Linked DNA regions of Salmo salar: region 1 is linked to region 2. The links are chromatin contacts, called in public Hi-C maps. All regions are on one chromosome and are shown on one strand. Each heading gives the region's core, a stretch centred on a gene start, on an enhancer-like site or on the middle of the called end of the contact. The rest is flanking DNA. Distances are from core to core; before and after follow the strand shown. Region 1 holds the start of LOC106567013 (adenylate cyclase type 6). Region 2 overlaps LOC106567013 (adenylate cyclase type 6).

Evidence for each region. A called contact is a pair of places that touch in the nucleus more often than the background predicts.
Region 1: a contact with region 2 is called in a Hi-C map of gill, with 4 times the contacts expected there. The contact joins the promoter of LOC106567013 here to the enhancer-like site in region 2. A contact is called at or near these places in 2 of 3 Hi-C or Micro-C datasets (gill and muscle).

Annotation. Positions count from the first base shown.
Region 1 is chrssa13:43,554,940-43,561,023 of Ssal_v3.1, forward strand. LOC106567013 (adenylate cyclase type 6) reads right to left here and starts at 1,444. Exons shown (of 23, transcript XM_014135781.2): 1 at 1,214-1,444.
Region 2 is chrssa13:43,494,128-43,500,302 of Ssal_v3.1, forward strand. It overlaps LOC106567013 (adenylate cyclase type 6), which reads right to left. Exons shown (of 23, transcript XM_014135781.2): 4 at 3,509-3,658; 5 at 3,092-3,213; 6 at 1,946-2,057; 7 at 1,589-1,716; 8 at 1,279-1,437; 9 at 784-925; 10 at 306-443. Among protein-coding and RNA genes, the nearest start is that of galnt6, 26 kb to the left of the region's middle. Within about 2 kb of position 3,499, at least 1 of the 13 cell types and tissues checked has an H3K27ac peak or open chromatin away from gene starts, as enhancers often do. A contact at or near this core is called in gill, where this site is marked.

The sequences.
Region 1 (6,084 bases), core at 194-2,693, 59 kb after region 2:
AAATGAATATATATATAGGTTATATATTGAGTTTGAATGTATATTATCTATATGCAGGACTAAAGACCACATCATTCTCAGGATGTTTGCGATAAATAGGCCTCTATAATATGTGACATGCAATCAACTATCTGCATATAGCCTATTTGGTTGCAAGAAGGCCAGCCGAACACACTGATTCCATCGGACGCACCGTTTGTATGTGTAGCCTATGTTAACCAGCCTTTACCCTGCCAGACTGCTGACATTTCGTTGCAGTTACGGCAAGTATCCTATACTTCTCAAACATTGCTTAGGCCTATATAACGGGGTGTCTGTTTCCTTGCACTGACGTTTGTTATCCATTTAAGACCCTATAGCCTTACCATTCGACGCCAGAATTTAGGTCAGGAGTAACGGTCATCACTTAAAATCTCTCTACCAACTTCTCAGATAAACTCTAGACAAGTAGTATAGCAGGGTTCCCCAACTGGCGGCCTGAGTAAAATAACATATATATATATATATATATATATATATAAGCTCCAAGTCATTTTAATTTAGGAAAATCTGTTCCCAATTATTCCCACGCATTATAGAGAGACACCTGATCGTATACAAGTGTAAACAAGGTTCGAAATGATGATGTTTTAACCAAATACACCTGTGCTTCTTGAGGTCAATTTGCAGTCTACAAATTATTTATAATTATGTTCCGGACCCCCGACCATCCACTCCAGAAAATCTAGTTAATGATCCCTGGCCTACAGTATTGGCAAAGTCATGATACCCTGATGCACCTTCAAGCATATTTTTATGGTGAGAGAACATGATACATGTCCTAAACCGGGTCCTTCTCGGTAAGTCCCTTCTTGTAAATGCACCTAGAATGTATCCTTATTTAGTAAAGGCCTCAACAAATATATGAAGCTTACACATAGCCTATAGGCTTGTTACTAGCTACATGGTCGATAGTGCCATGTAAAACAATACAGTGCAAATACCTGCATAACATAACATGCCACCTTGAGACTTGGCTACAGGCTACTGCAACACTTTGCCTTAAGAGGCCGACTCTCAACATTGTAACCTCGGATGTTCTGTTGACATTTTGTAGCACTAGTGTTTTCTATAACTACACTGATACTAGTCGACTTGCTACTATTGTAGCGTTGTTGTAGCCTACAAAAACAGTTGGCCAGAAACCTAGGACAGCGGGAGGGCTTGTACTTACCACATTGACTGACACCCTTGTACGAATAGCGCGCAATATGGACTACTTTTCTCCCTCTGCGTTGGTAGACATGCTTCGCTGTCTTCTCGTTTCAGATGAAAACGTTTATCAATCGACGTCCGTAGGCGACAATCGAAGGGAACGGCTCCAAATGTACAAATCTCTCGTTCGCGCTTTGCTCTTCTCAACGCTCTCTCACCCTCATACATTCTCATGAACTCAGTAAGCCCCCTAGAGGTAGCTCCAGTGTGAATGTGTGTGTAGGGAAGTACTTCTCATGAACTAATAATAGGACAACAAATGGCAACACAAATACAGTGGTGAAAAAAGTACTCAATTGTCATACTTGGGAAAAAATCAAAGATACCATAATAGAAAATAAAAGTGAAAGTCACCCAGTAAAATACTACTTAAATATACTTAAGTATCAAAAGTACATGTACTTTCTAAAATATACTTAAGTAGGCCTATCAAAAGTAAGTAAAGGTATAAATAATTTCAAATACCTCATATTAAGCAAACCAAGCATAGTTTATTTTTGTACATTTTTTATAGATTTTTTTACAGATAGCCAGGGGCATGCTCCAACACTCAGACATCATTTACAAACATGTGTTTGGTGAGTCCACTAGATCAGAGGCAGTAGGGATGACCAGGGATGTTCTCTTGATAAGTGTGTGAATTAGAACATTTCCTGTCCTGAAAAACATTCCAAATGTAACGAGTACTTTTGGGTGTCAGGGAAAATGTATGGAGTAAAATGTACATCATTTTCTTTAGGAATGTAGTGAGGTAAAAGTACACGTTTTCAAAAATATAAATAGTAAAGTAAAGTACAGATACCCCCAAAAATGACTTAAGTAGTACTTTCAAGTATTTTTACTTGAGTACTTTACACCACTGCACAAATATGAGTGCTATTTTGAGTGGGACAAGCAATGAAGAATGTGATGGAGATTGAACTACTAAATTACTAAAAAAGTCAGTAAAAGTTAGTTAGGCCTACAAAGCCTCGTTTATACTTTGCGCCAACATGTTTTTTAATGATCTGATCAATATGATCCAATCAAAAGCTAATGTTGTGTCTGCACATTCTATTAAAATGTGTCTCTTCTCCGTTCACTCTGTCCGCATTGTGAAAAGATTAGCTGGGGCCTCTCACTATGCAAAATATTTGACAGATATTATTTCAAAATAAGATTTATTTAAAGACAATTTGATGCCATAAGTCAATGGTACTACCTGTCAAGGATATTAGAGGCCAGTATAATGATGATTTAAATGGTTTGACCATCCAGATCTGTTTACACTTGATTGATATCCAGACACAATGCACACCAGACTACCTCCAGAAATGGTCAGGAAGATTTAATCCCAATCAGATCGAAATGTGTCTTTGAATCATCTCTACACGCCTATTAAACAAATGGGGCCACAATGTAGAATGTGGACAAGATCAGGACAAAGGGAGCTCAAGAGAGTGACAATGTTGACTGCAGCTAACCAAGATATACCATTAAAGAGTGCAGCCTACTACTTTAGCGTCCAAGGACCTTAGTAAGTAAGTCACTTTGCACAAGTATTTCTCCTGTTTCTGTAGCATGAGGCAGTTTGATGTACAAGTACACCCACCAGACAGGGCACTAGTATACTGCAGGGCCTTATCCCAAATCAATGCCCTTAATGCTGAGTGCCAAGCAGAGATGCATCGGTTCCCGTTTTTACAGTCTTTGGTTCCAATCTCAGGGCAGACACTCTAACCACAAGGCCACTGAGTTGGTTATATATGGGCACAATCAGAATGTGGACAAGATCAGGACAAAGGGGGCTCAAGAGAGTGGCAATGTGGACTGCAGCTAGCCAAGATGTACTGTTAAGGGCTGCAGGCTAGCCTACTACGTTAATGTCCAAGGACCTTAGGCATATAACCTACAGGTAACTGACAAAATAAAGGAAACACTTAAGTAAATGAGGGATACAAAGTATACTGAACAAAAATATAAATGCAACATGTAAAGTGTTGGTCCCATGTTTCATGAGCTGAAATTAAAGATCCCAGAAATGTTCATACGCACAAAAAACGTATTTCTCTCCAGTTGTGTGCACAAATTTGTTTACATCCCTGTTAGTGAGCATTTCTCCTTTGCCAAGATAATCCATCCACTTGACAGGTGTGGCATAAAGAAGATGATTAACAGCATGCTCATTACACAGGTCCACCTTTTGCTGAGGACAATAAAATGGCCACTCTAAAATGTACAGTTTTGTGACACAACACAAGGCCACAGGTGTCTCAAGTTTTGAGGGAGCGTGCAATTGGTATGCTGACAGCAGGAATGTCTACCAGAGCTGTTGCCAGAGAATTTGGCAGTACATCCAACCGACCTCACAACCGCAGATGGCGTGCAACCACGCCAGCCCAGGACCTCCACATTCGGCTTCTTCACCTGAGGGATCGTCTTGAGACCAGCCACCCAGACAGCTGATGGAACTGAGGAGTATTTCTGTCTGCAATAAAGCCCTTTTGTGGGGAAAAACTGGGTCTGGCTCCCTATGCCCTCCCAGGCCCACCCATGGCTGCGCCCCTGCCCAGTCATGTGAAATCCATAGATTAGGGCCTAATTAATTAATTAAAATTGACTGATTTCCTTATATTAACTGTTAAATCCTTGAAATTGTTGCATGTTGCGTTTATATTTTTGTTCAGTATATATTGAAAGCAGGTGCTTCCACACAGTTGTGGTTCTTGAGTTAATTAAGTAATTAACATCCCATCATGCTTAGGGTTGTGGATAAAAATGTCCAGTTGCTCATTATTTTGGCTACCATGGCTAGAAGAAGAGTGACTTTGAAAGAAGTGACTTTGAAAGAAGGTCTCAAATGATCATAGGGGGTTTAAAGGGTGTGTGTGTGTGTGTGTGTGTGTGTTAGTGATGCGCGGGTCAGCTGTTTGTTCACCCGCACCCGCCCGCAATTGCCTGCACCCAACCCTAACCTGCAAATAGGCCGATAGGAAATGCGCTCTACAGTCAAGAGACGGCGGAACAATTTCTTTGACAGGGGGTGCGGGATTTCTTTTTTTACGTCTAATTTAGATATGTTTCTGCATTATAATTTCCTACATTTTGGTAGGCTATTTGTTAGACAATGTGTCTATAATTAGATACATGCAGCTTATTTTCTGTCATTACTGCCCTAGAAGACTAAATAAACCCTTGCTCACCAGAATAATGTCATAAATCGATGAATGCTTCGATCTAGTTGACATCAGTAATGTTTTCTCTTTCATCGGTGCTTCTCTCACTCAGCAGATGTTTAGGGACGGGACAAAATGCTATGAAAATAAATAAACAGAAAGATTTTCAGAGCAGCATTTCCAAATGACATCAGTTTGAACGGTTTAATAAGGAAATTAGAAGCAGTGAAAATGACCCCACATGTTCCCAGTTATCAATGAGCACATTAGAAGCAGTGAAAATGACCTAACATGTTCCCAGTTATCAATGAGCACTCAGGAGGTGGGCGTCCCTCCAGAGTGGATGAGCACTCACGAGGTGGCCGTCCCTCCAGAGTGGTCGAGCACTCACGAGGTGGGCGTCCCTCCAGAGTAGTCGAGCACTCACGAGGTGGGCGTCCCTCCAGAGTGGTTGAGCACTCACGAGGTGCCAAACGTCCTGCACGGTGTTGGGCTGTAAGCACAACCCCCACCTGTGGACGTCGGGCCCTCATACCACCCTCATGGAGTCTGTTTCTGACCGTTTGAGCAGACACATGCACATTTGTGGCCTGCTGGAGGTCATTTTGCAGGGCTCTGGCAGTGCTCCTCCTGCTCCTCCTTGCACAAAGGCGGAGGTAGCGGTCCTGCTGCTGGGTTGGTGCCCTCCTACGGCCTCCTCCACGTCTCCTGATGTACTGGCCTGTCTCCTGGTAGCGCCTCCATGCTCTGGACACTACGCTGACAGACACAGCAAACCTTCTTGCCACAGCTCGCATTGATGTGCCATCCTGGATGAGCTGCACTACCTGAGCCACTTGTGTGGGTTGTAGACTCCGTCTCATGCTACTACTAGAGTGAAAGCACCGCCAGCATTCAAAAGTGACCAAAACATCAGCCAGGAAGCATAGGAACTGAGAAGTGGTCTGTAGTCACCACCTGCAGAACCACTCCTTTATTGGGGGTGTCTTGCTAATTTCCTATAATTTCCACCTGTTGTCTATTCCATTTGCATGTGAAATTTATTGTCAATCAGTGTTGCTTCCTAAGTGGACAGTTTGATTTCACAGAAGTGTGATTGACTTGGAGTTACATTGTGTTGTTTAAGTGTTCCCTTTATTTTTTTGAGCAGTATATATCAGATATCGAGGGCCAGTCCTGGTCACCTGGATCCACTGGTGATGACAAAAATAAAATCCAGTCAAATCAAATGTTGTTTTCATGTACTTGCAGGCTTCTCACACAGTGCAATGGCGACAAAAGTAACACTGGAAAGTAATCAAATTAGTGACATTGTAAATATATAACATTTTAATAAACATACTAAATAAACCAAATCAAGTACAAGAAAATACGATTTTAGAAAAGCAGCCTACAGATGTAGGATCTTAATTTTAACCAATTTGCTACAGCAGGAAAATAATCATACAGCAACAGGAATTGTGAATTATTATGTTGATTATAATGAATAGACATTTTTGTAGGGGTTGATATATGTTTAGTAAGGGCAAATTAAGTCTGTAATTTTAAAGTGGAAATTACAAACTTTAGAAGCCTTCTTAAAAATTATACTACAAGTTTTCATTTCAAATTGCATTGGTCCGGTAGACAAAAGTGATTTCATTGTGTACAGAAAATGAATAAATGGTAAGTGTGT
Region 2 (6,175 bases), core at 2,249-4,748:
TTTTGTGACCAAACAATCAGTAGAGTTGAAAATGCGATGGAAACACATTGAACTTTAGATTTTTTTATTCGGTACATGTAAACTTAAGCCAAAAAGTCCATTTTGTGTGCAACACGTAATCACGCACTGATTTTCTATCCGCAACAAGTCAGTTTGGTGGAAATACCTCTGATGGGAAAATGCACATATTTTCTTGACGCAGATTTTAGAATACTCGCATGAAAATCTGTCGCCAATTGGACGGGATCCTAGCTATATAGAGCAATCATTTGCTCTCAGACCATTTCAGGTAATCAGTTTCTCACCATCTGCCTGAAGACTTTGGAGTCCTTGGTCCTGGAGAACCTTGTGTCGGGTACCCAGCGTGGCATCAGGCCCTCAGTGGAGTTGGCACGTGCCCGCTGCATCATGGCACTCTTGGCCATCGCTGCCTTCTCCTCTTTCTGCGGGGAGGGAAATGACCACACCAATGGACCTTATTCACACTGGACATTTGAATATTGTTCCACAGTATTTTTTAATTCCCAAAAAATTCAATACTATTACCAACATAGATTCTGACAGAGATTTTGAACAATACACATTCTTTTTGATAATTCAATTAATAATTAATGATAAGTACCATCCAGGAGAAAAAGAGGAAACCAATTAATAAATGGATAACTAAAGGAAATGAAGAATTTCTGTGATCTGAAACTGACAATGGACAATAAACTATTCTTTTTCCTAGTATAAATGAAAAAAAAAAAACGATTGATTTAACTCGTTAATTAAACAACAGACCCTTTTCTGGCTGCACCCCAGCACCAGGAATGTCTCGATGTTGTTCTCCTTCAGATAGGCGTTCCTGTCCCCTCCGAACCCTGGCTCCACCTCATAGTCCCCATTCAGGTACTGTAGGGTGGCCTTGGTGATGTGGATACGCCTAGTAACACACACATACACACAAGGACAAGGGGTCACATCGACACAGTACATCAGAGGACATTTTGAATCTCGAGGACTGCAGTACCAGAAAGAATGTAATCAATACTAACACTTTATTATGATGCCCCACATCTAGTTAGATTTATTGTATTATCAAGCGTGTGTTTTATCCTCTATTTGTGTCGAATTGTGATGCGTCCGAGCCATATGCCTGTAAGCCAAAGACAAATGTTTATTTTTTACAATTAAAAAAAAAATAAAGGCTTGAACTTGCATGTGCAACTAAATGTTTAGCAGCAGATCAAGTGCAACCCTATTGGAGTTTTCTATGGTGTGTTGGGAGGGGCTTACCCTGCCGCACCCCCTGCCTCCATGTGATTGGCTAGAGTGACATCGTTGGACCATACGTCAAACTGCCACTTCCTGAGTCCCAGCACCCCACAGTGGACCCGGCCGCTATGGATACCCACACGCATGTTCACATTGACCCCTGTGACCTCTCTCACCAGCCTGCAGGGAGACAAACACACACACACAGTTAGACACACAGAAGCTTGCGCAGACACACACCGAAAACCCCCTGTTACGATAGATTCTAGACAAGCCAAAATGTGCTTTCTACTAATTCAAAGTAGGTTATTCATTAGTGTGTGTGACTCACGAGATGGCCTCTATCATGTCCACTCCCATCTCCACACAGCAGTGTGCATGGTCGGCCCTGGGTTCAGGCAGTCCAGACACACAGTAGTAGCAGTCTCCAAGGATCTTGATCCTCAGACAGTGGTTCTCCTATAGGACACACACAGGTTCAGGGTTAGGGAGTAGTTTACACATCAAATGTTAAATGTATTACGGAGCATTACACAACACAAATGTAAGTGGCCAGTAGCCAATGAATCACACGTCACTATGGGCGATGCAAAATCCACAATTTAAAAGTAAAGAGTACATCTATAATAGGTTTGAAATCTGACGTACGGGGTTGAAGTGACTGATTATATGATGTCTAACTGCTCACCGAAGCTAGTTTGTCGAAGCGAGCGAAAAGTTCATTCAGTGTCATGACCAACTCTTGTGCGGTGCATTGTGATGCCAGGCTGGTGAATCCTTCGATGTCTGCAAACAGTATACTGTTGGATGGAGAGAGAAAGAAAGACAGGGAGAGAGAGAGCGAGAGAGAAAGAGAAAGCGGGAGTAAGAAAGATTGTAAGACAGAGGGAGGAAAAAGAGAGAATGAAAGAAGGAGAGAGAGAGAGGGGGAAGAGGGAGAGACAGAGAGATAGATCAATAACCCATCATTGGCATGGTCATGCGCCGACCGGCCTGTCTGCTCCCTCCCGCCATCTCTTGTTGAGATAGAGAGGCATTTATTCTGTTCAGCTTTTCGTCTGGACTCATATAGGTCACCTTCAGTCCTCCCTCCCTTCCCAGTGAAGACATCTCAGCACGATTCTCATTTTCTAATTTGTGGTAATAATTACAAGGAAGAGGAAAAACAACTGGAATGTTGACACTTCTAGTGGAGAGATGAGAGATGGCGCTGTTGCCCTCTTGATCAATGTTCTGACTCAATAATAATAATAACAACAACAACAACAACAACAACATGATAGAAGACAGACCGATAGAGAGAGAATGTCTGGGGAGTTTCACAGTGTTAATTCAACACATCTTGATGGTGATTGAATAGAGTTTAGACTAATATCTGGGTCAAGAGGCTGGTGGTGTTAGATCAGGTAGTCCAGGGTCCACAAAACAACTCAGAGTAGGAGTGCTGACCTAGGATCAGTTTAGCGTTTTAGTTAATACTTAATAAAATAGCATGGACTGATCCTGGATCAGCATTCCTACTCAGACACTTTGTGGATATGGGGCCACGGCAATGTCTGAAAAAATTACTGGCTTTCATATGCTTGCTTCCTCCATCCTTGTTTCCTCAATTCCTCTCAAAGTTCATTGGAGGAAGCAGTCCCAGGGAGGGACCTTGGATTCTTTCCTTTAATGTGCTTTAAGAGGATTTGAGGAACTGTGGCAGTTTTGTCATTTGAGCCAATACAGATGTGTCACATTTTGACCTCAGCACCACTTGTTGCGGGAAGAGAGTGAAATGGTCAGTGTGTGTCCATGGTTATGGCAGAGGGAAAGGGTGTGTGTCCATGGTTACCTGACGTTGTCATGTTTCTGGATGTAGATCTTGTGGAACATCATATCTTCCTTCTTGGCGTTGATATCTGCCTTCATCTCCATGGCAACGTGCCTCGGCAGCACCGACAGCAACAGGCGCTCCTGGAAAATGTGTATGATAGACAGAGAGAGACAGAGAGAGAGAGAGACAGAGAAGTGAGAGAAAAGCACTCAACCCATTCCCTTTCATGTGTTTCAACAGCTAGAAACCTCAATGAGTCACTGCCTTGAGTGCCAGTCATTGGTTGGAATACTGCGTGGGAACATGTTGGTAGAGTATAGAGGCATTCAGAAATACTCTATATTGTTGACCCACAATAATTTGAAAATATAGTTAGGTCAACAAGTGTAATGGCTTGTGTAAATGTATGCCTGTGTGTGTGTGTGTGTAGCCTACCTGTTGCTGATTCTCTCTCTGTAGGTAGAGCCGGGCCTGGATATACCCCCTGGTCTCCTGAAAGGCCTGTCTCTGAGATACCTCGGCAGGGTAGTGGGTACAGATACCTATCATGTTGGTGCACAGGAAGATCAACACGTTGGCACTCAGCTGGAGGGGAGGGAGAGAGAGCGAGCGACATGTAAGGTTACACATTTCACAATGTTATCATATGTTCCCACTGAGCTAGAGAAGAGAGGGAGAGAGATCTTGAATTATTATTGACATGTGGTGCGCTTTCTGGCACCACGTAACTGCCCTAGTCATCCAAGTGGGCGCCCCTTCATTTTGATAGAAGCGAAGGAGTAGCTAGCTAGCTACCTACTACGGAGTCCACGGACCGCAGTGGCTTAGCTCAAACAAAATCCGAGGTCTACTACGGATAAGACAGAGAGACACCTTGAGACCGCGCTAGCTGCCTGCCTGCCTCCGGACATTTTCTTACCGCTTGACCACCTCCCTCAGATGACCACTCAAGCCATGAACTTTCTAATGACTGTCCATCCCATGATGTTATGTTGTTTTTTTGTGCTTTGAAGCGCTTTGAGATTCTTTGAAAATCGCTATGTTTGAAGTTGAATAAATGTATTATATGTTAATTACCTATTCTAGTTCAGATGAATGTTTCTGCGTGTCATCTATGTCCTGTTGAATTATTCAACATTGTTTTTCCTGACAATGCAAGTACTTTTGTCATGCCAATAAAGCATTTTAGAACTTGAAAGAGAGAAAAGAGCGATGGAGAGAGAGCGAGAGACAAGAGAAAGGGAGGTGGGAAGAGAGAGAGAGAGAGAGAGAGAGAGAGAAAAGAGAGAAATGTAAGTATACACTCTGTTGTGACAGAGAGAACCTGGTGTGACCTGGGTGAGGTTGAATACGACCATTCACCATCACCATGTCATAAGATTTACAGCACGAAATCTAGACATCTAATCCAGAAATGTCTGGATACACAAATTAGGTATGATATACAGTATATGGTTAGAGATGATGAGAAAAACCTTGTGTCTTTCCAAAAGTGGACATTCTTGAGATGTCTTCTAGGCTATAATTGGGAAGTCGGGATATCTACACATTCTTTTTGAAAATCTATACATTCCCCTTCATACTGGTAAATGTACAGATTTACCGGGGAATCTATATATTTACAGGTGTTACTGGGAATTTACATTTCTGTAACTATACACAACCTGGAGTAGAGGGTTAAACCTACATTGACTGTAGGTTACAATACAACATTATAGACCAAGCGTGTGTACCAAATGGTGCCCTATTCCGTATATAGTCTCTGGTCTAGCTCTCCCTCCCTTTCTCATACTGTTAATAACCTTATTGTGACTGGCTCAGTGATTAAGTGGACATCAATAGGACAGCATTATGTTGCCCGTCTGTCTGTCTGCTTCCCTTATTGGATCTGACAACGCATCAAAACACAACGCATAATCATAGACAATACAAAGAAACGGGGTCAGAGACAGAAGGCCCACGCTTCTTCCTTACTCCACTATTCCTCCGTACAGATAGACACTAGGAACTGATTGAGAGAGGAGGCTCACTATTTCTCGCACTGTGCAGATAGGCAAATGCTAGTCTGATTTGCTTAAATTCACAGGGCGCTTGTGTTTTCAGACACAGCGGCAGTGGGGAAGAGACTAGGCGAATGTGAATTGTTTATGAGCCCACTGCAGCAAAACACAACCGCATTGTAGGCTTATATGCATGGGCTGGCTCAAATGAAGTTTAGAAGTTTAGCCTACAGTTAGACTAGACCAACACAACAGCATTAGGCTAGCTAAGTGAAGTTAGGATAGCCTGCAGTTAGCTTAGTGAGGTCGTTGACCTCGAGAACATTCCTCTGCTGCGCACACACACCCTCTACAGGCAACAAGCCAGTGTCTGTAAGTGATTTTGTCCACATCCAATGGTGTACACTGAACACACATGACTACAAGATCTCTCTCTCTCTCAGCCTGGGAAAATAGCTTGACCCTTGACCAGAGGACAGACTATTTCATCCCTAATGAGAAAAAGACAGACAGCCTCAGACCCTGGGTGAAGCGGACCTTATCACAGCCAGATGGCCATGTTGTTGTCTGATGGAGATTAATGAAGGAAATGACTTAGAGACTGACTGGTGTGTTCTGCTGTTCTCAGAACAACATTCTAGACCAGTTCCATAGAAGTTCTAAGGCCATTCCTTTTATGGACTCTGCTCTCCTCAAAGTGAACAATATGGTATTTTTGGGGGGAGCGTATCTACTGGACCATCAGAACAACCAGTTCCACAGAAGTTGAATAGAACTATTGCAACTAAATCAAATCCCACAAGGATGGCAATGTGGTGTGCTCTGTTCTCCTCAGAACATTCTGGAACAGTTGGTCTTAACAGACAAGATTCTAAAACAGCCAGGCTTTAGGCTGAACAATTTCCACAAAATCAATCAAATGGCATTACCAAACATGGCAAGTATGCACCACTCAAAAATGCAGCGCAGACTCTGCTCAAAGATCAGAGTGTGAAGTGTAATACAATACACTTCAAGTTGTTTTCAGTTGTATATTATAGCTGGAGGATAGTGCGCCTTTACTGCCGTACTTGGTATTTATTTATCTCCAACATCACTACCA